Regions from separate parts of the Sus scrofa genome. Here all the other regions are linked to region 1. The links are chromatin contacts, called in public Hi-C and HiChIP or PLAC-seq maps. All regions are on one chromosome and are shown on one strand. The core of a region is the stretch at or near the end of the contact, and the rest is flanking DNA. Distances in the headings are between cores, read along the strand shown.

Region 1 (3,362 bases), core at 599-3,098:
AATTGGTCTAAGTGTGCATTTGAGTTTCTGTCTGGAGAACATGAGTTGACCATAAATTCCTGATTCTGCATTTTAGCCAGAACAGTCTATCTTATTCTGGTGAAGAGGTTTGAAGCATTATCTTCATTATAACCTCTGATTCTACAAAAACTAAAGAGTAATGTTCTTTATATATATATGTGTGTGTGTACATTTTAAAATTGAATGTTAAATTGATGCAGTGTCAAATATATTTCAATAAAAAATGGTATTCTTTGAATTTCTATAAATTACACTCTGAGGATAACCAGGACAGGATAGTTTATACTGAGATAAGCTCCAATATTGCATTTGATTAGCATAACAAAAGGGTGCTTCTTGCTAGTATTAAATGTTCCTTACAAGACAACTGGGTACTCTGTTCTGTCTTGTCACTCCAGGCAGATGAAGCTTCTACCATTTGGAAAATTGCTAGTTTCCCTGGCACAAGTAGGGAACAACAGCAAACTGAACTTGTAAAGATTCCATCTTGAAATGACACCTGTTACTTATCCTCACATTTCATTAACCAAAGCAAGTCATAAGAACATAAATGTTTTTCATGTCATGAGGACAGGGAAATGCAATTTTACCATGTGACCAAAAGAAGAGATACTAGTGACCAATCACATGAAACAAACCAACCAGTGAGAAGGCTGAACGATTTTGTCCATTTCTATTGTTGTTTATAGTTCTGTGGAACCTATATTGATGAATGTGGTCACAATTAAGGTGTAATTTATCCTTTATAGTCTTGTTGTAGAAAACAAAAATAGCTCCCTACTTATTGAGATCCATTTCCCTTTCCTTTTTTCCATAAAAGACAAGCCACTGGAAAATTATTGGACTTGTAAAAACTTAACTTTACAATAAATAACATGGAGTCTAGTCCCTAAGTCTCATTGTACACAGTATAGCAGAGCTATGGGTTTTTGGTTTTTGTTTTGTTTTTTGTTTTTTTTTCCATTTATTTTGTATGTTCTTTCTTTCTCTGTTGAAAGTCAGGGCTCTTTGCTTTATATCCCAAAATGTCCTTGGATTGACATCGCCATTATGGCTCCAGTTGTTATTGCTGTGCTGTTGCCAAGGCAGCCAAAATATAGAGCTGGGTTCAAAGTAGTAACTGGGTGTGTAAGATGGTAGTCACTTCCACTCGCTCATGAATACAGCTGCTCTGAATGTGACAAATACCATTATCATCATGGGTCTTGTTACCTCAAACCACAAGGTGCTATCTGAACAAATGCTTGGTTTTAACTGTCAGATTCTTGGATGTGTCACATTTTTCTTTGGATCTTTGGGTTATTGTAACAGCTGTTTGTAAACATTGTAAAGCTCACAATAGATACAGAATGGGTAAGAATATTTTGACCCAAATGTCTGCCCTCTGAACCATTATAAGGAATGCAGCATGTCTGCTGACACTTAAAGCAGTAGATTTAAATAGCAACCAGGATCAACTTCCAGCTGAATAAGTCAATAGGCATTTTCAGTTTCTGACTCCATCTGGGTCAGTTTTCTTTCACTGGCTGGTCTGGGAAAATCCAAGGGTGTTCAGACTTTAAATGAAAAAAAGAGTAGCAAATAGGTATTACCAATAAGATTTTGTCTGGGCAGTGTTTTCTCTAAGAGTCTAATATATCCACTTCGATAGTTAAAGTTACTAGTGCTTGTTGAACAGCAATCTTTTTCTTTAGAAACAGGGACACGGGCAGCTTTAGAATTTGTCATGCTCTGATCTCTTTCATTCTGAAAATACCCCATGCTATTTTATGTAGTGGTAATGAGTTAGATATTTCTAGTGCTCGCCTGGGTAAGCAGTCATGAGGGCTGTTGTAATAAATAAATAGTAAGAGCACACTGCTCTGATAATAGCAACTTTCATTGAAGGATGTGAATGTGCCTTGCAAAAGAGTGATACAGAATCCTTAGAAAGGCTTTTATTAGCAGAAATGTAACACAATTTTAAATGGAGCAGTAAGGCAGAATGGAGAAATCATCTCTGACATTGTGTTTCTAGTATCAATTGTAATTTTGGACACCCTGGCTCTCAACCTAAGCAGTTAAGAAGCAAAGAAAAATTCCCAGACAGAAATGCACTTACAGCACATTGATTATAGGAAATCTTGACCTCGGGATTTCTAGATTTTGAAGATGCCACATATCTGCCAACAAATTGTATCAGACAGCCACCAGTGGAAGTATCCAACTGCTATATATAGTGGAAATTTTACTTAGGATTAAAAAAAATTCTTACATAATAGGCATCCTTTTGTTTACTCTTCACAGAATAATTAGATATATTATAGCTATGACCTACAAGAGTTAAAGAAGTTTTCTACCAAGCTTGCTTAAATACAGTAAAATATCTCTGTATATATACTTATACTACATATTTGCTTGTATTTATACATACAAAGGGCTATAACAATAGAGATATTTCATATATTTGTTTCTAGTCAGTAGCATTGGTGGTATGGTGGTGAGCATAGCTGCCTTCAATATATTTGTTTCTAAAATAAGAATTTTCTTAAAGAAAATTAATCTCTTCTTACTTAAAAAACATATTTAGCACATAATTAAAGTTAGGATTAAGTACATAACCACCAGGGTAAGGTAATTTAGGTACGTGCTGGATAACCAGACAAGTCAGGCTAAGATTTAAGTTCACTTTGGTTAATAGAGAACTGACTGAATGTGGGACATATGATTTCATTTTAAAGGTGCAGGGGAATCCTTTTAATGTTTTTTCATGTGATGTTTGGACAAACTGAAGTATGTTCTAAACACACACACACACACAAGGAGAATCTCAAACTGAAACTGGCAAGGTTGTATTCTGCCGTTTTTATATGGTGATGCTGTTTGTCAGGTAAGAGTCTATTTCTTTCTATTGCCCTCTGCATCTCTTTGTATTATTCTAGTCTGTCTTTCTAGATTTTAATCCTGCTCCAAAGTTCCTAGGAGCATAAGTTTAGTGCCTCTGAGAACGTAGGGATTTTATAAAGTGCCATTCCATAGATTTTACTTTTTATCTGTTGTTACAACTTTTCTAGACTGGAGTCCTAAAGTGCTTTGGACTATATAATGTCATGTGGATATCAGTATATTACTCATCCTATGTAACATGAAAGCAAATATCCATCCTATCAAGGGATTTGTTCACAGAATTTTCTGTAGAAATAATGTTACAAATGGTCACTATGTTTTTAAATTCACAGAAAAGGGATAAAAACAAATCTTCACCTCGTATGTTACATTCAGTATCCCTGTTCCCCACCCAGACACCTCTTCTCCTGGTCAGAAATGTCAGGCTCTTAGAATAGTGATCTTGGCTTTGTTAA
Region 2 (3,621 bases), core at 694-3,193, 470 kb after region 1:
GTTAATTTAATGTTGCAGTATAAGTATATGCTTTTTTATTTTAATTTATACCACAAAGATTTCAGACAGTGTAAATGGGATTCCAATTCCTATAAGAAATTGTTGAGATTCAGGAATCATGAACCATGCCTAAGTTCTTGGAAACTATGTGTCTGCTATGGTGGCTGTTGGCTCCTGTGAATGGAAAAAAGTGCCACAGAGAATTTCAACCAACATGAAGCAACTGTTCCAAAGAATGTGGCTTAAGATTTTCAAAGACCAGTCAGACAGTTAAAGCATGCAGCTGTACTAGAAGGTGACCAAGAATAAGAATAGATGAATCAAATAACAAATGCATTACAAGACAGGTTTGAATTGCCAGGACTAAGTTAAGTTTTTTGTAGTTTTACCTGAAGAGCATTCATATTTCAAAAGAAACTAAATTAAAATAATATAAACAAACGGAATAAATTTCAAAAATGAGCAGCGGTAAATAAAATGGTAAATAAATCCTGTCCCAAGTCAGAAGTTATCCTGACAATGGGAAATACCTAAATCCTATATGTTCTTTTGAGGATAACACATATGATAATTTTAAATCACACTAAAATTCAACTACAAAATTCTCCCAGAATAAATTAGCTTCCAAAAATCAAACATTTTCAGAGAGCCTATAAAAAAAAGATAAGTGTGAAGTGTAGGCCTTCTGTGGAATCACCAAAATCTCTCAGCTCTTTATTCTTCTTTCTAAAAAGTTTCCCTGCCGAAATATAATTTAGAGAACATGAAGAAAATAAATGTAAGATGAGCCAAAAAAAAGTATGAGGCCTGAAACTACAATGACAATTTAGGGAATATAAATGTTATTAAACTTCAACTCATTTCTTCCTGGTGAATGCAACCCATCATCTTCAAAGGAAATAGGGCTTGACCAATGCCGTTGTGAATTACTTATACAAATTAAATATGCCACTTCTACTGAAAACTTTAGGTCAGCAGCAGATGTTGGTAAATTCCTACAGAAATGCATGCCCAGAGAACGTTTTTTTTTTTCTTTTTTTTTTAAATGGCAGAAATCTGCTAGCTATTCCTGCCTTATCTGCAACAGCTGAGCAATCTTTCAGTGCCACGCGGAGACGGAAAACTTGGCTCAGATATAGCGTGGACAAGCTTGCCTTAATCACATTGCTCTTTTACATGTGCACAAGGACATCAACATTGACAGTACAGAGTAAAGCAGCCATTTGCTGAAAACAACTGTCAACGTTGTCAAGTTTTTGGAACCTCTTATAATGTGATTTGTATGACAAATCTTGTGGCATTTTGTTTGTCAGCAACAGTAGTGAATTTCCATGTATCTGGGAAGGCAGGAGAACTGTTCAGAAGTGGATTCGGTTTCTTTACACAGACTGCGTTAAAGGAAAACAGTTATTAATTTTTAAATGACAGATTTCAAATAGATCCAGAATTTTAAAAGTGGAATTTCGTTAAAAAAAAAAAAAAAAAAAACACAAGTCGATTTCCCCCCTTCCACTCAAACCTTGAAAAACTGCAATAGTAGTTCAATTTTCTTTTGTTGCACTCCAGGTTTTGAAAACTGTTACTGTAAAAATATTAATATTTTCTGAGACTGGGATCTGTGGCAATAATTACTAGGGTGTGCTTGAAGTGACAACAGTGAGTTCAGTCCTCTCCTCCAAAGAATTAGGTGCGCACTGCCATGCAGCTCTTGAAAACGGATGTAGCAAGTTACAGCTAACCTAGCACACACACCGGTGTTATTCAACAATGTGCCTATTAAGAGACGATTACAGAGATCTTATGGTTCATTAGTTTCTCAACATTTCCTTCACTCCTACTCTGAGCTGTGTTTTTCATACCGCTCTTCCTTAATGTGCTTCACACGTTTGTCCTCGGCCAAGGTCTTCCCCCGTGTGGGTGGAATCCGCTTGGACAGGCCGCATGACAGACAGCACAGCCTCCCTTCCTGCACCTGCTCTGAAATGCCCTTGGGTGTGTGAGATCAGTGTAGCCACCCAGACAGGAAAATCTCAGGTTCTGCCCATTTGCACGACTTAACAGTTCCGTCAGAACAGATCTAATGAGGGAATCTTTTCTGGGCTTCCTCTCATGTGGATCTGGTTAGAAAAGTCCAGAAAAGACATCCTCTCACCCTGTTATGATCCTTTTCCCCCCTCCTCAAAAGATGCTGAACATATTGCCTAGAACCATCTTCATAAATATTAGCTATTCAATAGCTTTTTTAATTGAATTGAATTGAAATGAACAAAACAGAGACAGTTAAAGAAAGAATGCTTCAAATTCCATGATACCCAGTTCTCCCTCCTGTTTTCCTTCCCTTTATTTTTCTGGAAAAGTACTGGATGAGGTGCCTAGAGCAGCAATAGAAATATAACACAAGCCATAAATGCAAGTCACATAGGTAATTTTAAATTTTCCAGTACCCATATTAAAAAGTAAGTAGAGGAGTTCCCTTGTGGTGCAATGAGTTAAAGACCTGGCAATCACTGCAGAGGCCTAGGTTGACACTGTGGTATGGATTCAATTCATGGCCCAGGAACTTCCACATGGCATAGGCAAGCCAAACAAACAAACAAACAAACAAAAAAACCAAAAAAGAAAAAGTAAATGGAAACAGATGAAATAATCTTAATAAATTTATATTTAACCCAGTACATCCATAATGTTCTGTAAAATATTTCTGTTTTAACTCACAACATAGAAAACAAACATACAGTTACCAAAGGAGAAAGGTGCATGGGGGGGAAATAAATTATGTTTGGGATTAATATACACACAATACTATATATAAAATAATCAACAGGGAACTACTGGAGAGCACAAGGAAATCTATTCAATATTATATAAAAATTTATATGGTAGGAGTTCCCATCGTGGCTCAGTGGTTAACGAATCCAACTAGGAACCATGAGGTTGCGGGTTCAATCCCTGGCCTTGCTCAGAGGGTTAAGGATCTGGCATTGCCATGAGCTGTGGTGTAGGTTTGCTATTTCCTCTTTCATTCCCCAGATATCCCTCACTCTTTCCTTTTTCCTTTATTTTTTTTATTTTTTTTATTTTTTTTGCTGGTTGCTAGTTAAAAATCTTACAGGGAAAGGCTCAATGTGTTCTATGGTTTAAAAAACTACTCTGAAATGCTTAAGGTATCAGTCTTTTCCCACCCAATAGCAGTTTATCTTCATGTAATCCTACACTTGGGATAATATCAACAGCTTCCTTTTCTGAATGGCCACTATTTCTAAAAGACACATTCCATGGGTCTGGTACCCTTCTTCCACCTTCTAGCTGGGCTTTGATACTTCCAGACTAGAGCTTAGCTGAGTGTCAAAGATAATAATGTAGAGGTAAAAAGGCAGGACCTCTGTACCAAAATTTATTTTAAACATCTAGTTTATCCTCTATTTATAAAAACAGTTAAAATTGAAAGTTACACATGTGGTTGAAATTCAATTACTTTTTTTTAGTCCAACTTAAAGGTGTTCACAGGAAAACGGGGATCTAGAGTGGAAAATGAGGAGTTTTATGAAAGCAACCACCCTTTCTAGTTCAAGTGTCTTTTCATCTTTAAGTTTTCCTAAAAGAATTTTTTAGCTAATATTT
Region 3 (3,302 bases), core at 469-2,968, 500 kb after region 1:
ATTAATAATATAATAAATACTTTATATTGCTATAACTTGATAATGGTGCACAACATACAGATTCAATCAAGGTCATGAAAATATATTCAAATTAATATTTAATTTTTTCTGACCCTTCAGAAAAGAAATTGTTTAGTAGATATCTACCACATTCTGAATTTAAAATAATTTATGTTAACCCTGGGCTTTGGAGCAATATTTGCCTGTGAGAATGTTCACTTTAAAATCCAGACATGCAGGGGTTCCCATCGTGGCTCAGTGGTTAACGAATCCGACTAGGAACCATGAGGTTGCAGGTTCAATCCCTGGCCTTGCTCAGTGGGTTAAGGATCCCGCGTTGCCGTGAGCTGTGGTGTAGGTCACAGACGCAGCTTGGATCTAGCGTTGCTGTGGCCGCTGGCAACGGCTCCAATTAGACCCCTAGCCTGGGAACTTCCATATGCCTGCGGGTGCGGCCCAAGAAAAGACAAAAAGACAAAAAAAAAAAAAATCCAGACATGCAAATGAATTTTTTTAAAAAAAAAGAAAGAGAGGGGAGCTTAAAACATTAATATAGGATAGGGGAGGAAATTATGGGCAGAGTTTCCCTGCAAGGAATTAGTCTAAAATCACCTCCAACAGCTCCATGATACCATTTAGCAGCTAAATTATATATCTAAATTTACAAATAAATTTCTATTACATTTAGTCCAAATCAACATTAGTCATTAATCAGCAAACCATTTAACAATATGAAATAACAGTATGCAAATCAATTGCAAGCAAAATAATCAGTAAATAATATCCATTTCTAACAACTGGGAAAGACAGAGGTGTCAAAGCAAAATATGAAAAATTACAAGACTTTCAAATAAATTCAGTCACTTCTCTGCATCTCAAAGGGGTGTTAGTGAAGGTCAATGACTTGTCCCTCATCTGCCTTTGAAGGATCATGAATGCTTTCTCCTTAGCGTTGAAGACTGACTGCTGTCCAAAGAACACCAGAGCAGAAGTAGGCAGCTTGGCTGTAGTCTCCTTTTCACTGCTTAGTAATTTTATAACTGGAAACAAGTCATGCAACCTCTGTGAGGCTCCTGAATGGATGAGACTCTTTACTGGGCTGTGTGTAAATCATAGAAAAGGAAGTTTTCGTTACCCAGTAGAAGGAGTTTCCTCTGCCGCCTTTGAAATCCCAAGAGGACTCTGGGCCATATTGGTGGGTTCCTGTCTGCAAAGGCATACCCTGCCTCTCCCTACTGCTCTAAGTAGACTATCACATCAGCATTTCGAATAATTAAAACACCAATATTAACCTATGAAATTAGAGAGCAAAACAAAATCACTTTGTAATACACTACAGACCAGCTGGCCATATTTTTCCCACTTGGGCACCCTGGTTACAAAACAAGAAAGCTCTTACCCTCAAAATGATATTACCACACATAGCTTTGAACTTTTCAGTGCTCTATAAGCCTAAGCTGACACAAAGGACTTCATGGTTATTTAATGTTTTTGGTTTTATAAAATAGGAGAAAAATTTTTAATGAAAAAAACCTTCACTACACTCACTGCTGTGAGCCAGCACGTGAATATATTTGTTCATGTCAAAGAAACACTGGAACAAGAATTGGGCACAGCAGAGAACCCCTAATGTGAGGTGTTAAAAATATCTGGATCCAAGAGAGGTTAGTGGCAGCAGCTGGGTATGGAGAGAGGTTAAAGGCTGGGAATGTGGATCACCGTGTTGCCTGGGATGCCAGTGTTGTGAAGGCCCCTCGTGACTGCTCAGCAGATAGAGGTAATTGCAAGGTCATAAGGAACACTGGTATTGACTGAAAGACTCTTTCATGAAAAGCCACATATCCTAAGTGATCAAGAACAATGCTAGTCCTGGCTGCAGGGCTCCTAGGCTCACCGCAGCCAGCAATCACTGAGTGCACGTGTTTGTGGGCCAACTGTCACTAAGGTAGAGGTTCCTGGATCCAGAGCCTATTTTACAGGCTGGGATTCTGAGATCCAAGGAGCATATTCCACCCAAGAAAAAATAAGCACTACTCCTTAGAGAAGTGAAGATGAAGAAGTGTACAGAAATTTAAGAGAATTGGGTCCCTACATTATCACTTTTCCAACTACAATGGGCAGAATACATGTGGTATGTCTTAAAATATGAACCAAGACCAGCAATGGAAAAATTCGTGCCATTCTGAACTCTCATTCTTACTGTTTGGAAAGGCATTCACTAACTTACAAGTTCCACAAAGCTTGTTGAGTTGGGAGAACAGGAATGAATAATGGAGAAAAGGTAGAGTTACAGAATTAGGACTTTGCAGATTTTGTGCTTACCCCTGCACTAAGGCAGTGGCTTGCAAACAAAACATACATAAGAAACAACAGAGAAGCTAGTTAAAATGCAGATTCCTGCAATTGTGGCTCAATGGCCCTGAGGCGAGGCCCAGGAATCTGAATCTGAGGCACTCTGATGAAGTGTTCCCTGTGCTGGATTGTTCCATCCTCACTAGAGCTTTCTCTTCTTTTAGAGGGTCAGTTCTCCTGCTCCTGCTAGTAGCAGACAACCAGCACTTAGGGATCTAAGGTCCTGAAAAATCAAAGTGAACATATGGATACATATGGATGTTCTATGTCCACTGTTATTTACTTTCTGATAAAATCATGCTTAGGTAGTTCATTTATTTTAATTAATTTTATGTGGATTGGCAAATGATAAGACTCACCCAGTACTAGTGACAAGCCAAAAATCATTGTCAAGCTCTACTTGAGTTTCAAGCACTAAATAGTATAGCTTGAAATATGAAAAATGGCTTGAATGACTCTTTGGGAAAGTCATGAAAAAGGAGCACAGACAAGTGTTTATTATGAGAAGTATGTATGCATGCACATTCACGTTTTAGAATACTTAATTAATCATCACTGACCTAAGGAGTTTAAAGGTTGCAGCTTAGGGATAATGTAAGGGAAACCACAGGCTTTTATTCTCCAGTGTGAGTCACTTTGTGGCTATAGACTTCATAAACTACAATCTCACAGCTATGTAAGGGTGAGGTGAGAATGTGTGGATGGAAGAACACAAATCCTTTGCAAATAGAAGATCAAAAAGATAAGCACACGCTTTATTCTCTGTGAGTTAATCATCATTGTAATCAAAGAGTAATTATAGTGATTAATAACAAAAATAATCATAGAAACTTTTCTATGACCATACTGTCTATAGCATACACCATTAATTGTTTAGAAATAAGCTCCTTTGTTAGTAGTATTTTATTTTGAAGTGATTCAGATAAATAGAAAAATATTATTAATGAAAT
Region 4 (3,322 bases), core at 394-2,893, 360 kb before region 1:
TTTAAGCAGGCGTCATGCATCAGATCCAAGTGCTTAATAAATGTACCAGAAGTATATTTTTCTTAAGGCCTTGTGTTTATCCCCTTTCCATTTATCTTGTGAAATATCTTTAAATGCTTTTCTAAAATCCTGGGAAAGAGCAGGTTAACATTTCCACTTGGCAAGCAGAGTAGTAAGTGTAAGGTTCCCCTGTCTATTTTGACCTTAACCAACACTGGTGATTCCTAGCCTGGGTGCCAAGGGACCATGAGGAGTGACGGAGTTATTGGATGGGGACCACCAATCCATATGTGAACAAGCCTTTTTTTGTAATCTGAATAAATATTTCTAACATGAAAATGTACTGTGTTTTTTTCTAAATACATGTAAATCAATAAAATACAAATATATTTCAAATTAATATTTAATTCATTTATATTTTCTCCATTAATGGAGAGTATTTTTTACCTTGTAATTGGCAGTGCCCACTGAATTAAATTTTAAGACAAGATGATATTACTGGCCACAGTACCTCATTGACACCAAATTGAAAGGATTTTTTTTTTTTTTTATATCTGTGTTGTGAGTTGGTCATCAGTAATTTCACATTATTTTGATCAGCAGCATACTACTCTTAGTAATATAAATAACAACAATTATAATAGCTATTGCATTACATGCTGGCACTTGTTAGTTTATGTGCCAATTCTGTAAAGTAATTGTTATTATTTCCATTTCACCAAGAGGAAACCAAGTCTAAGAGAAGTCAAGTGCATTGCCTTAGGATGAACAGCAAACTAGTTGGTAATGATGGCCTAATTTGGCCATCTGACTCTGAGGGCCCTTCTCTTTTACTCCATCATATCACAGAGGATAATATGAGAAAAAAAATGTATACACACACACATATGACTGGGCCACTTTGCTGTACAGTAGAAATTGACAGAACACTGTAAATCAAGTATAATGGAAAAAATAAAAATCATAGGGAAAAGAAGACTTAAAAAAAAGGAACAAAAAACAAGCAATGGTATGGAAATTTAAAAGTGTAGAAAAGAGGAGTTCCTATTGTGGCTCAGTGGGCTAAGATCCCACCACAATGTCTGTGAGGATGTGGGCTTCATCTCTGGCCTCGCACAGTGGGCTAAGGATCCTGTGTTGCTGCAAAGCTGTGAACACAGCTCCATTCTGGCATTGCTCTGGCTGTGGCATAGGCCAGGGGCTGCAGCTCCAATTTGACCCCTAGCCTGGGAACTTCCATATGCCATGGGTGCAGCCTTAAAAAGAAAAAAAAAATGTGTAGAAGGGAAAAGAAGGAAAGAGCTGCACGCCCTCACAGACTAAAACTTAGGAGATCTGGGGCCTTATCAGTAGGGCCTCTGAAGGTTTTCAGCTCATTAATATCTGTGGTGAAATATGTGCCAGCCTCACCTACTCCCTCTCTTCTGCATCCTTCATCTCATTATTCTCCCTTCCATTGTGGAAAATCCTACTGTTTGTTTACAATCCAGAGTTTTAAAGAGGCTGAACTAAAATTGGCTGCTTCTGGGACATCCCTGCCAATGGATGGGATCCAAATTGGCTCTGCCATGGAGAGGCAGCTATGCCCACATAAGGATATTTTGGCTTAGTGCTTCTGTCATCTTGTTGCCAGGCAGACAATCATCCAGGAGTGGGAAAACCCAGCCAGGGCAAATGTTTACAGCTAGAGTGGTCAGCCGGTTAGAGCACTAGTCTGAGGAAAGACTGTCTGGATGTTATGTTTGACTCCTCATGGGAAGCACTTAATAATGTTCGACAAATCACTTAGCCTTTTAGTCCTCAGTCTGATGGACAAGGACTGCAGTATATATACCTCCTACCTTCCTGGGGATTTTTTTAGTGTTCAGTTTATTTCCCCCAGTCCTGACAATATAGGAAATAACAACTTTCTTTTCTGATTTGAAAACAGGGTAATAATTTTCTTTGCAGCTTTTCTAATGTTATAGTCAAGTTGAGGAGAAAGAACAATTCTCTCAGCCTTAGAAGGAAGTCTTCCCTTTAAATATTTTTCATCAGCTAATATATTACCTGAAGATGGGAAGAAAGGGTATGTGTACAAAAATCACATGTAGAAACCATATTTGTAATATATATATATATATATATATATATATATATATATACAGTATTTATGTAAAGATGTCTTTATCTAGACATTCCAGCCTAGCTCCTAGTTAAGCCACAACTTTTGTAACAGGAAAGCAAATCAGATTTGACTACATTGGCTGTTTAACTGAAGGAGCCACACAGATGGAAAAGAAGCACAGACAAATTGCTTTTGGCTCTGCTTTCCTTTATAACAACATCAGATATTTTTAGTTTCTTTCTCTTTATGCGTTGTGCATGTTTCTGCCTCATATAGAAAGTCATTGCACATTGTCTTCATCAGTTTTGCCACCCTCTGTGAACAGGCCCATTTAGCTTTTCATTTACCCCCAAATTCCTGAGATCCAAAGATCCCATGGGCAAGTCTGTTTTTCACTTGTAAACGATGGGCAGATAGAAATAACTTAATGTCATGGAAACATTATTTATAGAATAGAGAATCTTATACTTTGATCTCATGGTAGATGTATATTTCTGATTAACACAAAGGACTTTTCCAAGCTGGGTAGAGCTATACACCACCTTAATTCTAGTACTTAGAGTAGACCTTTTCTCCTATGACACACCCTATGTTAATATAATGAACTGTGAGCGTCATTAAAAATTATTTAGGTAACGTTCACATGAGCCCTTCATAAATTGCTCACTTTGCTCTCACTCTCTTGAACTTTCTCATTTGTGAATAGCAATAGTAGTTATTTTCATATCCAAATTCCTTGTGATATTACAGTGTCAGTTTGGAAAGAGAATGGCTGCATGTTTCATCCTCTCATCATTATTATCCTCCAAAACTGGTCTATGAGCAAGGACTTAAAAACATAGGACTCAAACAAAGGGACTTCTTTAAAAGTTAGTCGTAGAGTGCCATTCGACCAAGCAATTTCACTCGTAGGATCTACCACAAATTTGTGTTCATATAAATATCTGTTGATCAATATTTATAGCAGCATTATGAATAATAGTCCCAAATTGGAACCAATCCAAATGTCTATCAGCAGGGAACAGAATAAAGAAAATGTGGTATATCCATATAATAGAACACAATTCAGGAATAAAAATTAACAAACTACTACTGATGCTTGAAACAACAGAGGTTATACTAAGTGAAAGAAGCCAGAAAAAAAGACTATATACTACATGATTAAATATACATGGAGGGACTTCTGGTTGTGGCTCAGTGGTAACAAACCCTGCA

What was found. Hi-C and Micro-C count contacts between places; a contact is called where the count stands out from the background. HiChIP or PLAC-seq counts read pairs in DNA pulled down with a chosen protein or histone mark.
Region 2: a contact with region 1 is called in an H3K27ac HiChIP or PLAC-seq map of skeletal muscle. The contact joins two enhancer-like sites. A contact is called at or near these places in 1 of 47 Hi-C or Micro-C datasets (epiblast stem cells) and 1 of 2 datasets of contacts at active chromatin or transcription factors (skeletal muscle).
Region 3: a contact with region 1 is called in an H3K27ac HiChIP or PLAC-seq map of skeletal muscle. The contact joins two enhancer-like sites. A contact is called at or near these places in 2 of 5 promoter capture datasets (fetal liver and liver), 4 of 47 Hi-C or Micro-C datasets (fetal skeletal muscle, psoas muscle and skeletal muscle) and 1 of 2 datasets of contacts at active chromatin or transcription factors (skeletal muscle).
Region 4: a contact with region 1 is called in a Hi-C map of skeletal muscle, with 4 times the contacts expected there. The contact joins two enhancer-like sites. A contact is called at or near these places in 1 of 47 Hi-C or Micro-C datasets (skeletal muscle) and 1 of 2 datasets of contacts at active chromatin or transcription factors (skeletal muscle).

The regions. Positions count from the first base shown.
Region 1 is chr2:96,785,662-96,789,023 of Sscrofa11.1, reverse strand. No RefSeq gene overlaps it. Among named protein-coding and RNA genes, the nearest start is that of MEF2C, 570 kb to the right of the region's middle. Within about 2 kb of position 1,848, at least 10 of the 83 cell types and tissues checked have an H3K27ac peak or open chromatin away from gene starts, as enhancers often do. A contact at or near this core is called in fetal skeletal muscle and skeletal muscle, where this site is marked.
Region 2 is chr2:96,319,278-96,322,898 of Sscrofa11.1, reverse strand. The region is part of intron 3 of LOC102159394 (a long non-coding RNA gene); the gene reads right to left. Among named protein-coding and RNA genes, the nearest start is that of MEF2C, 100 kb to the right of the region's middle. Within about 2 kb of position 1,943, at least 2 of the 83 cell types and tissues checked have an H3K27ac peak or open chromatin away from gene starts, as enhancers often do. A contact at or near this core is called in skeletal muscle, where this site is marked.
Region 3 is chr2:96,289,662-96,292,963 of Sscrofa11.1, reverse strand. All of the region lies in intron 1 of LOC102159394 (a long non-coding RNA gene), which reads right to left. It also overlaps a transcript of MEF2C not described here. Among named protein-coding and RNA genes, the nearest start is that of MEF2C, 74 kb to the right of the region's middle. Within about 2 kb of position 1,718, at least 2 of the 83 cell types and tissues checked have an H3K27ac peak or open chromatin away from gene starts, as enhancers often do. A contact at or near this core is called in fetal skeletal muscle and skeletal muscle, where this site is marked.
Region 4 is chr2:97,147,887-97,151,208 of Sscrofa11.1, reverse strand. The region is part of intron 3 of LOC110259422 (a long non-coding RNA gene); the gene reads left to right. Among named protein-coding and RNA genes, the nearest start is that of CETN3, 440 kb to the left of the region's middle. Within about 2 kb of position 1,643, at least 1 of the 83 cell types and tissues checked has an H3K27ac peak or open chromatin away from gene starts, as enhancers often do. A contact at or near this core is called in skeletal muscle, where this site is marked.